2 separate regions of the Mus musculus genome follow, and region 1 is linked to region 2. Evidence: chromatin contacts called from public Hi-C data. All regions are on one chromosome and are shown on one strand. The core of a region is the stretch at or near the end of the contact, and the rest is flanking DNA. Distances in the headings are between cores, read along the strand shown.

Region 1 (5,319 bases), core at 2,556-5,055, 60 kb before region 2:
AGCAAGCTGGAAGGCTGAGTAGCCCAGGGCGTCTAGAAGGTAGCATGATGGAGTTGGGGGCTAGAGGACGGGGGAACACCTCCCTCTCTCTGGCTTCTTCACTAGGTCTCTCTCTCTCTCTCTCTCTCTCTCTCTCTCTCTCTCTCTCTCTCATGCTCTCCCCCTCCCCTCCCTCTTTTTTCTGGCTCTTTGCTGTAGGACGGCCTCTGTCTTTAGAACCCAGAGGATACCCACTTCTGTGGGACTTTACTTCCTAGGAAATTGAAGCCTCCTGCAGGCCAGGAACAAGCCTTCCTCCCACTGTACGGAGGCACCGAATACAGGACTGGCCAAAGCTGGGCAAGCAAGTATCTTTGGCCAGTGAAGCCGCTTGTCTAGAGGACCTGATGCTTTGCTTGTAGAGGAGGACCTGAGTAAGATGGCTACCGGGATTGGTGCTAAAGATGGCTATGGAAGCCATCTCAGGGCAGCCGGAAGCTACCCAGAATCCCCTAGGTGTGTCTGCCTTGGAGAGTGAAAGGGGGCGGGGTAATCAGAGCTCATTAAAAAAAAAAAGGCAAATAAACAGAAGTCAAAACCGTGTGACTCAGGGAGCATCAGGACATCTGCATAGAGATGCCATTCGAGCTTTGGAGGATGAGTATGAGTTTTGTGAGTTTTGTCGTGCTGAGAACAAGGGAGAAGGGCATCGGAAGTTGAGGAGAGAAAGTGGGAAAGCATTAGGGCATGGTCGCCTCTGTCATGATCAGGCACACTGAGGCTGTTCATAGGCACTCTTCTTTATAACATGATTTGTAACCTACAGCCCAAGCTAGCCTATGTTTAATTTTACATGTAACTCAATGCATGATCCAAAGAGCTCAGACTAGAGCTACGTAAATAGTAAATACCGCTACAAGTAAGAGGTAGGAACTCCCGCACCTCTGTCTAGGGCATACCCTGAAACGGAGGGTCCTGGACTCCCAGCCCAAAAGCACAGTGCCGAGGAAGAGTGTGGTTGAGCACGCTGCCCTCCATGACTGACAACAGCCAGGTGACTCTGTATGCACCCTCCTCCAGTGGGCCCCAGCAGTGCCCTCGAAAACACCTTTTTGCCAACCTCAGGGGCCACTGCATCTCCTCCTGTGGTCTCTCTCCAGTTTAAGCCCCTGACTCCATCTGTGTGTGTTCTCAAGCCTGCCTCCAAGTGGAGCAAAGCAAGATAGGCACAGTGGCTGGAGCACAGGCCGGGTGGTACTGACCATGGGAATGCTTACAGCTCTGAGTCCCTCCTTCAGGCCGATCCTACACGTGGCACCAGAGGACTGGGCATCTTGCCGGGGCATCGTGCTTATCCAGGTGTCCTTTCTATCTACGGAGATGAAGATGTGACAGAAGGAGGGAGCCAGCAGCCATGTGAGGGACCTAGAGTGTCTCCTGTCTGCCTTCAGAGCCCATCACATGGGTCCTGGGGATGGCAGATTGATGTTCCTAATTACATTTGGCTCAAGATAACATTAAGTGTTTGTCTTGTTCCCAGAGCCCACAACAACAGCAGACAGCGCGGAAGGTGCCAAGAGGCATGCTGGGTAACCGAGGATGGCAATCTGGGATGTGAGAGGGGTGATGGGTGTTGGTTGCTGGTGTTCTTGGCTGGCCCTTCAGTACTTTCTAATAGGGCCATAGGGCTGGATGGAGAAGCCTGGCAATGATGGTTCCATTCTCCTGTCTTAAGGCTCTCCTGTTCAAGACTACCATCCTGACATGGAATCCAAATCCTTCTGATAATGACCAACTGGCTGATGGGAAATGTTATGGGTCTCCTTTACATTTCTTCTGCTGATAGAACACTTATTTTGCTTGAATTGGTGTGTATGTGTGTGTTGCTGGTAATGGAACTGAGAGCCTTAATATGCATACTAGGCAAGCATGCCATCCTAGAGATACACCCTATCTTTGAGTATGTATGCATATGTGCGCATGTTTATGATGGCCAGAAGTCAACGATGGGTGTTTCTCCTTCCTCCTCTGCCTTTATTTTTGTTGTAATTGAGACAGGGTCTCTCTCTCTCTGAACCCAGGGCTCATTGGTTAGCTAGACAGGCTGGGCTGCAAGTTCCAGGGACCATCTTACCTTCACCTGATTCACACTGAGAATACAGGTATGCACTGCAATACTTAGCTGGGGATTTGAACTCAGGGCCTCAGGCTTCCCTGGCAAGCACTTTCACTGACTAATCCAATCTCCCCCGCTCCATACATCATCCTTGATTTGTTCCTGGTGACATTAAACTTTTCCTGGAGCCTTATGCATACTGGGCAAGCACCCTATCATTGAGATGCAGTGTGTGTGTGTGTGTCTCTGTGTGTGTGTGTGTGTGTGTGTGTGCTATGTACATGCTTGTGATGGCCAGAAGTCCACAATGGGTATCTTTCTCAAACATTCTTTGCCTTTAGTTTCGTTATTGTTGAGACAGGGTCATGCAGGAAGATAAATCATACCCAGGGGCCAGCTAGCTCCCTGCTGTACTGTCCCATGTGGAGACAACCCAGAGACTCTGAACTAAGTGTACAGTGGTTGGATGTCAGGTAAGGATGGGGTTCAGAGAATGAAGCCGGCATTTCTGGGGCGGGTGGGGGGGGGGTGAGGCAGTAAAGACTTGAGGCCTGGCATGACTACACCTAGGAGGGGTCTGGCGCAGAGCCAATGCCTGAGGCCTGAAGCTACATCTGCTCTCCCTAGAGACCTAGTAAAGTTGCTGCAAGGCCCCTGGAGACGGACAGGTGTTTATACCCTTCCCAAGATGCAGAAGAAGTTCAAAGATGGCAGCAGCTGTGGAGGAACTCTGTAACTCACAGACACAAGTCCTGGCTCTGTCACTGTGTCAGACCAGGTACGTCCCCCCACGAAATCTGCTCATTCTTAGGGATGCCCCCCCAAAAAACCCAAAACACCAACAAAAACTAAGATAAAACAAAACAAAAAAAACTGTAAATAAAAATATCGGGATCTATGCCAAAGCACTTTATAGTAGTTGTCACTGTGTGTAGTACTGTTCTAGAAATACAGCTGCGGAATGGAGCAGGCATCCTACCTCCCTGTTCCTGCACCTTCCTCCGGGGCAGGTGCTCACACTGGACTGCAGTGAAGAAACTCTGAGAGCAGGTGGCACACTTCAGAACCCCCGGGGGGGGGGGGGAGAGAGAGAGAGAGAGAGAGAGAGAGAGAGAGAGATGCTCCAAATACCTCATTCCCTCCTCCCTTCTCTGTGGTTGCAGCGGCTCCTTATCTGTCCAAACCGGTTTTGCCCAGGTACTCGCATGGCCATATTCAGGCAATTGTACTTGAAATTCCTGCAGCTGCTACAGGGTGTAGGTAACCTGGCTGGGATTTGCCTAGAGCAACTGTACCTGTCATCTCCCCAGTGATGTGAACACTCTTGAGGAGGGTCGGTCCTGCCTCTCTTACAGAGAGCTCCCCCTGTGTCCCTATAACTATAGAACGCAGGATCTGCAAAGGAAACCTCTAAGAAGCTTGCCACCAAGCAGAGAGCCTCTGGGCGAGTCTGGCGAGCCAACTGGGCCCAATGCCCCTCTGTCTAAGTACTTTACACTCAAGTCCTGCCACTTCCTATGTAACATGGACCACATTGGCCTTAGGCGAGCTCATCACTGAGATGCGAAGGAGTGCTTCCACGAGCCCTCCTGGCCACCCTGAACTCGTGTGGCAGCTGCGGGACCCGTAGCGGGTGGACTTTGGGAACCTCCAGGGGGCGACCAGCCCTGGGAAGGCATCTCCGGCCGCGCGCCGCGCCCGTCCAGCTTGTGACTTCACCGGGCGCCCGGAGCCAACGCGGCACCGAAGGCCGGGTCCCCGCCCACGGCCCCGGCCGCAGGTGCCAGGAGCCCGAGGGGGCAGCGCCTGGACGCGCGGGGCTGGGGACCGTCAGGCGCCCGGACTGCACTCCCGCCTCTGCCTCCGCCTCCTCTTTGTAGCGAGTCCCCGGTCGGTCCTCCCCGCCCCCCGCGCGGCCCGCCGCCCGCCTTTCTTCCTGCCTCGCCTTCCTGCGGCGCGGCGGCCTCATCTATTATAGATGCTCGGCCGCGGCTGACATCAGCCAGCGGCCTCCCGAGCGCGCGGTCCCCAGCCCGGCCCAGCCGCCTGCCGCCGCCCGCGCCCAGCCCCACCGCCCGCTTTCTGTATGACTGTCACAAAGGTAAGCAGCGCAGATCGTCGCCACGCTGGGGACCCGCGGGTGCTACAACCCCCCGGGCAGGGACTTGAGGGGCTTAGGAAGGGATCGCGCGCGCGCGCGCGCTCCAGCTCCCAGGAGTCGCTCGGCCCCCAGGGGACTACGGGATGCCGGGAGGGGATGCTCCTTTGCAGCTATCCTGGACGGTGTGGACCACATCACTGTGCGCCCCGGGACTGCATTTTTAACTCTTGTGGAAGGTGCTGCAATTTTAACCCCTGGAAAGCTGCTTCGGGCTGGCTGGCGCTCTGGGTGTCTGTCCCTCAGTGTCACGCGCCGTAAGGACTGAGGGATCCATGCTGATGATGCAGGGATGGGCTGGCCATGCTAGTCAGACACACAAGGGAGCTGAACCCCACCTGCCTGTCTTTGCCATTTACCCCAGAAGCCTGGGCCTGACTCCAAAGCTACCCTGTAGAGGCGCTGCCGGATCCCTGAGTGGCTGCCAGAGACAGGGAAGGTTCTACTGCATGGGGTGGGATGGGCAGGGAGTGTGACAGAGAGGAGCAGGTAGGCATCCTGGCAGACCCCAGTTTGGAAGAGGTTCTTGGACTTGTCACAGGAGCCCGGGTTTGTTGAAGAACTTTTTTGGGGACGTCTTCCCTGCCAATGGAAGAATGGAGTTAAGAGGAGAGACCGTTGGGGCAGTGGGATAAGCCCTGGGCCAAGGCAGATTTGAGTCTCTCTACGGAGAAGGGCTAGGCCTAGTTTGGGCTTAGGTTTCCTTTTCTGCAATGGGATAAGATGAGCCTTGGTAGTGGTGGGACAAACAAGTGAAGAGTATGAACTGTACTCTTCCCAGGTTCTGTTGGAGTGCTGACCTCACACCCTGGCATCGGCCTTAGCCGTGGATTTGGCCGTCTATACACCTTAGGCCAGACTCCATCTTTCCCAGATGCTCAGCTGGCTCTCACAGCTGAGGAGGTAGAAGCCAAGCAGGCCAGGCAGCCTGCTGTGGTCAAAGCCTTACAGAAAGGCTGGGCGGTCCATTCTAGACCCTTCTAATAAGCTCCTTACCCCAGCGACTTGCTCAGCCCGGCTCGGACTTCACTTCAGACCTTGTCATTGCCCTCAGTTCTGGGACTTG
Region 2 (5,112 bases), core at 2,393-4,892:
GGGGAGGGAAGGCGAGCCCTTCCTCAGAGATGGAAGTGTCTCTCATTCATTCTATTTCAGTTATGAGTGAGATGAGGTACTCTCTGGATTTGGGGGTGCCCAGGACAGGGATGCAGCGTGGCTAGAGAGTATTCGGGGGAGTCTGAGAATTTGTCTGCTGAGCCAGCCCCTGTACCAAAAAGGCCTTCGCATCTTCCCATTCCCCACAAAGCCAAAGTCTAGCCGCAACAGCACCTGCCTCCCAGGGACCATGAACCTGCAGGGCCGAATGCAGATTGTGGATGCTCCCTCTGGACGTGAAGCCTTTTCCTAGTCTGATTTACTCCCCATTTTCTGAGGCATTTGGGGGGTCATAGCCCCAACCCCTAGTTGTACTACCCTAGCTACTTTGCCTCAGTTTCCCAGTGTGTAAACCTTAGTGTTCCTTGTTTCTCAGTGTGTCATGATGATTAAATGAAACGTCTGACACCCAGTCTGCCGCACGGCGCGTGCTCAATAACCAGGAGCTACCGAGATGCAAAGACTTCTGCTCATCCCCTCTCCCAGCCATGGCCACTGAGCTTTGGTGGGGTTTGAAGCCAGGAAAGGGGAGGCCTGACTGGAACTGTCCCCAAGTATCTCTGTCCATGGGAACTCACCGCCCAGAGAAGCATACATACACGCGAATCCATTTTTGTCCCAAGGGGGATTGCAGAGAGGGAGTTAAGGGGTCCAAGGTCATGGCTGCCATGGCTGGATGCTGGAAATGGAAAGTTTGAGGAGCCTGGTGGTGCCCCTGCAGGGTGAGCTTCTTTGAGGAGTGGCTGCCTGGTCGCCTGGCTTACAAGGTTAGGGCACAGAAGGGCTTTAGTGCAGTCTCTGGGTGCAGTCCTCAGGCCTGTGCTTCCATCCTATTGCAAGATAAACTCCGGGTGGGTGGGAGAAAAGGGGTGGGGTCAGGGCCTCTCAGAACCTGCACATGGCAGCCAATCCTGAATCTGACCTGAGTTGGAGATTCTCTGTTCTGAGATGGCCTGATGCCGCCGCAGGATCCTCCCTGTGCACCTCACTGAGTCCCAGTCTGACCCCCCAAGAGGTGTGTGGTCTTGAAGAGTGCATGGAACACCTGGGCACTCCCTGTCTCCTTTCCAGGAATTCTGTCCTTGATCCCTTCTGAGAATTCCATGTCCCTCTACAAAGGTGTTAGAGAGGACGGTATCTTCTCCAGGGAGCATGCACTAGGCTAAGGTCAGGAGTCCCAAAGGAGTTGCTGACGAAATTCCAGATAGCAGTGAATTGTGCCACCTGGGCGGCCATCCCCAGCCCCTGGAAGAGAGAGACAGAGAACATGCACGCACACAGACTCACCACCCACTCCACCTGAGCCTCAGCGGCCCCAGTTCCTCATCCCAGAGTTTCAAGGAACGAAAGTGACATAGGCTTTACACGGGTGGGGTGGAAACTGAATATCTTCCCAGGGCCCCATGGGCCCTGAGGCCTCAGCAAGACTTCTACCCTGTTCCTTCCCTGTCAGGGAACAATAGTTGCCTGTGTGCCTCTCCTGAGAACACCCAGGCCAGGGCTAGCCTGGGGGCACTTTCCATTTCTGGATGTCCCTCTTCAGGCCCCTGCCCCCACTTCCATCCCAAGGCTTTTAAAGTTATCCTGACTTGTGGGGGGAGAAGAATGGGTCAGGGCATCCACAGACTCTCAAAATAAATGCTTGCTCTGAGCCATCCGCTTTCTCTCTAGATTCTCCTCTGCCCCCTCCCAGTTGTACTCATCAAAGACCTTGATTTTTAGTTGCTAAGCAACTTGTGCCTAAATTTCCAAGTGGGTCTTCAGGTGAATACAGGAGGAAGAAGACGAGGAAAAAATGTTTAAAATGATACAGCTTATGTGAAGATGCCAAGGCCCTGAGAAGGTGGGAGACTTGATGGAGGTTGCACAGCTAGTTAGTGTATGTGAGAGTAAGTGTGTGTGTGTGTGGGGGGGGGCAGATGTTGATACCAGGTATCTTCCTCAACTCCTCTCTACTATATGTATATAGAAATGGGGAGAGGCATGTCTCTTACTTAACCTGGAGCTAGGCTAGACCGGCTGGCACAGGCTAGACCGGCAAGCACAGGCAGTCTCCTGTTTCTGCCTCTCTAGCCTGAGGCTTCGGGTGCTCACCACCACTTCCAATAGTCACATGGGGCTTGAACTCGGGTTCTTATGTTTTATGAACTCACTCATTTCCCTAGCCCCTGGCCTTTACTATGAGAGGCACCCAGGTGGCACCAGCACTCCGGGGACCTTTCTTATTAAAGTGCCATCTGCCTCAATAGGAAGGATTGGGATGTGCACAGTGGGAATCAGGCATAGACCCTTTGGCATTCTAAAGAAGTTGCAGAGCTTTCCATAGAACAAAGTTGAAAGAGCATAAACCAGACGAACAGAAGGAAAGAAACAGGCTCCATTCAAGAAGCCATTATATGTGTACCAGCCCAACGAACATACAAGGTAGACCTTTCACTGTGGTACGCTAAAGAAATTCAAATGATCGGTAAGAGGCAGGGGCAGGGGGCTGGAGAGAGGGCTCGGTGGTTAAGAGCACCGACTGCTCTTCCGAAGGTCCTGAGTTCAAAGCCCAGCAACCACATGGTGGCTCACAGCCATCTGTAATGAGATCTGACGCCCTCTTCTGGTGTATCTGAAGACAGCTACAGTGTAGTTAGATATAATAATAAATAAATCTTAAAAAAAAAAAAAAAAAAAAAAGAGGCAGGGGCATAGCTCAGTGGTAAAGTGCTTGCCAGGCCTGGTGTTTGTGGGGCCTTGGGTCCAATCACTAACACTAACACTAACACTGACAATGAGAGAGAGAGAGAGAGAGAGAGAGAGAGAGAGAGAGAGAGAGAGAGAGAGAGAGAGAGAATAAACAGTATTTTGAAGCCATAGCAGAATATGACCTGAATATTTTATGCTGCCTACCAATGGAACTGTCACAGCCTCTGCCAATCTCAGAGGGTTGTTTCTATATTTATAAATAAAAATGTATGAGACTTCAGGGCTATGCTTAAGAAAACATACCTTCGATTTTCCTCAGAAAACTCATTGGTGTTAATGAGTTTGTTGACCCACCCAAGTTAAATGCCCCAGAAACAATCTCAGATAGGACATCCCTCAATAACAGAGACTGCCAGAGATGCCCTAGATGAAGGATTGTGGGAAGGTAGCATGGATGGTCTCAGTGCCCCACACCCCAGACGTGTCCCAAAATGCAGAGCTGACTGGCAGTCAGAAAGCCTGACTTTTCTCTCGGGTTCTTTGGAGCCTTGGGTGAGTCCTTTATCCCTCTGGGCTTCAATTTCCCTCTCTATAGAGTGAGTGCGGTGGTCCTCCAGGGTCTCACTGGCTCTGTCTTCTGTAGAGTGAGTGCGGTGGTCCTCCAGGGTCTCGCTAGCTCTGACATCCTGGAAATCTGCGTTTCTCCTTCCCGGAGAGCCGAAGCCCAGAAGCATGAGAAGCATGGGTGTTTGCGCACCCTGGACCGATGAGTAGGAACAGCTGGGGCCAGGCTGGCTGGCTCCCAATTGTTCAAGGGAATGGAGGAGGGCTAGATAGGGACCTCTCCAAAGTGACAGCTGGGTGAGCCTGGCTGGGGGCCTGGGCCACGCCTGCCATCTGGGCCTCCTTCCTGCCTTCCCTGCAGGGCGGTGGGGGTGTGGACCAGGCCAGGGCCAGACTGCAGCCTGGAGGAGGGGAGTGCCAGTCTGCTGGCTTGAGGATGTTAACTCTGTCATCCAGGTCTTATACAATTCTGGAGAGGAAGGGACCCGCCATCCCAGGTCCAGTTAGGCCACTTGGTCAGTGGGTAACTTCCGGATATTGATCATCTCCTTCCACTGTGTGGGTTCCACTCCAGGAATCTAACTCAAGTCTTCAGGCCTGGCTGTAAGTGTGTTTACTGACTCTGAGTCTTCTCTTTGCACAGCCCTTCCCCACCAGCATCTGCAGGCAGAAGCGCCGCCACCTGGAACCCTGGCTACTCACACACAGCCCTGGTTTCCAGATGCAGAGCCTTCTTCATGTAGCTTAATCCTCAAAAGCAAAGCACTCAGATCCTCCATGGGAAGGTTTCCCCAAGGTTTACACACACACACACACACACACACACACACACACACACACACAGAGAGAGAGAGAGAGAGAGAGAGAGAGAGACAGAGAGAGAGAGACAGAGAGAGAGAGACAGAGAGACAGAGACAGAGAGACAGAGACAGAGTTTTTTTTGTTTTTTTTTTTACTTACAATAGCTTAACTTAAGTTTTTTTTTTTTTTTTTTTTTTTTTTTTTTTGGATGTGTGGGCTGGCAAGTTAGCTCAGCAAGTAAAAGGGCTTGTCCCCAAACACCTGACAACTTGAGTTCAATCCCTGGGACCCATATGGTGGAAGGAGAGGACTGATTCCTGAAAGCCGTCCTCTGACATCACACTGTGGCATAGGTGTCCACATCACACAAAGTAAACAAACAAATAAATGGGAAAACAAGTAAGATTTTTTTTAACTTCATGTGCTCAGAGGAACCTCTACTCCAGGGTTGGAATTCTGAGCTTTCTCTGTTTTGTTTTGGTTTTTTATTTTATTTATTTGGTTTTTCGAGACAGTGATTCTCTGTATAGCCCTGGCTGTCCTGGAACTTACTTTGTAGACCAGGCTGGCCTCGAACTCAGAAATCCGCCTGCCTCTGCCTCCCAAGTGCTGGGATTAAAAGCGTGCGCCACCACCACCTGGTGCTTTCTCTGTGAAGCAGGTCTATTGCTACTGCAGCCTGCATCTTGTGACCACCAAGGAGACTCCAGTGTAGCATGTGGCTAAGCTGTGATATTCAAGGGGTCAGCATGTTACTGTGTGGCTTATGATGGGATGTCTGGCATGAAGGGGCACCTGCACACATGAGCTCTTTTTACACAGACATCTTGTTCTCTCTGCATCTTGCCTTCCTTCTATATACACTTGGCTCTCTGGGTAATAGTACTGAGGGGTTAGGTTAGCTCAAGGTTTAAGTGAAGAAAAAAGGTGACTGGCCATATGACGGAACAACTTGCCAGGCTGATTCTTTTCCTTCTGGAGTATATTAAAAACTCT

Evidence for each region. A called contact is a pair of places that touch in the nucleus more often than the background predicts.
Region 1: a Hi-C map of brain shows a contact between it and region 2, with 6 times the contacts expected there. The contact joins the promoter of Coro2b here to the enhancer-like site in region 2. A contact is called at or near these places in 24 of 39 promoter capture datasets (the 3T3-L1 cell line, 3T3-L1-derived adipocytes, the HPC-7 cell line and 16 more), 3 of 15 datasets of contacts at CTCF or cohesin (embryonic stem cells, hippocampal excitatory neurons and large pre-B cells), 136 of 484 Hi-C or Micro-C datasets (the 3T3-L1 cell line, 3T3-L1-derived adipocytes, 8-cell embryo and 87 more), 44 of 115 datasets of contacts at active chromatin or transcription factors (CD8 T cells, PVALB interneurons, SST interneurons and 27 more) and 5 of 9 other capture datasets (adipose tissue, embryonic stem cells, embryonic tail and 2 more).

What each region holds. Positions count from the first base shown.
Region 1 is chr9:62,535,530-62,540,848 of GRCm38.p6, reverse strand. Coro2b (coronin, actin binding protein, 2B) reads left to right here and starts at 3,805. Exons shown (of 12, transcript NM_175484.3): 1 at 3,805-4,196. The coding sequence starts at 4,182. It overlaps Gm39352 (a long non-coding RNA gene), which reads left to right. Exons shown (of 4, transcript XR_870833.1): 1 at 1-39; 2 at 199-1,568; 3 at 2,061-2,568; 4 at 2,723-2,968.
Region 2 is chr9:62,475,816-62,480,927 of GRCm38.p6, reverse strand. The region is part of intron 2 of Coro2b (coronin, actin binding protein, 2B); the gene reads left to right. Among named protein-coding and RNA genes, the nearest start is that of Coro2b, 59 kb to the left of the region's middle. Within about 2 kb of position 3,642, at least 95 of the 459 cell types and tissues checked have an H3K27ac peak or open chromatin away from gene starts, as enhancers often do. A contact at or near this core is called in the C2C12 cell line, VIP interneurons, brain and 23 more, where this site is marked.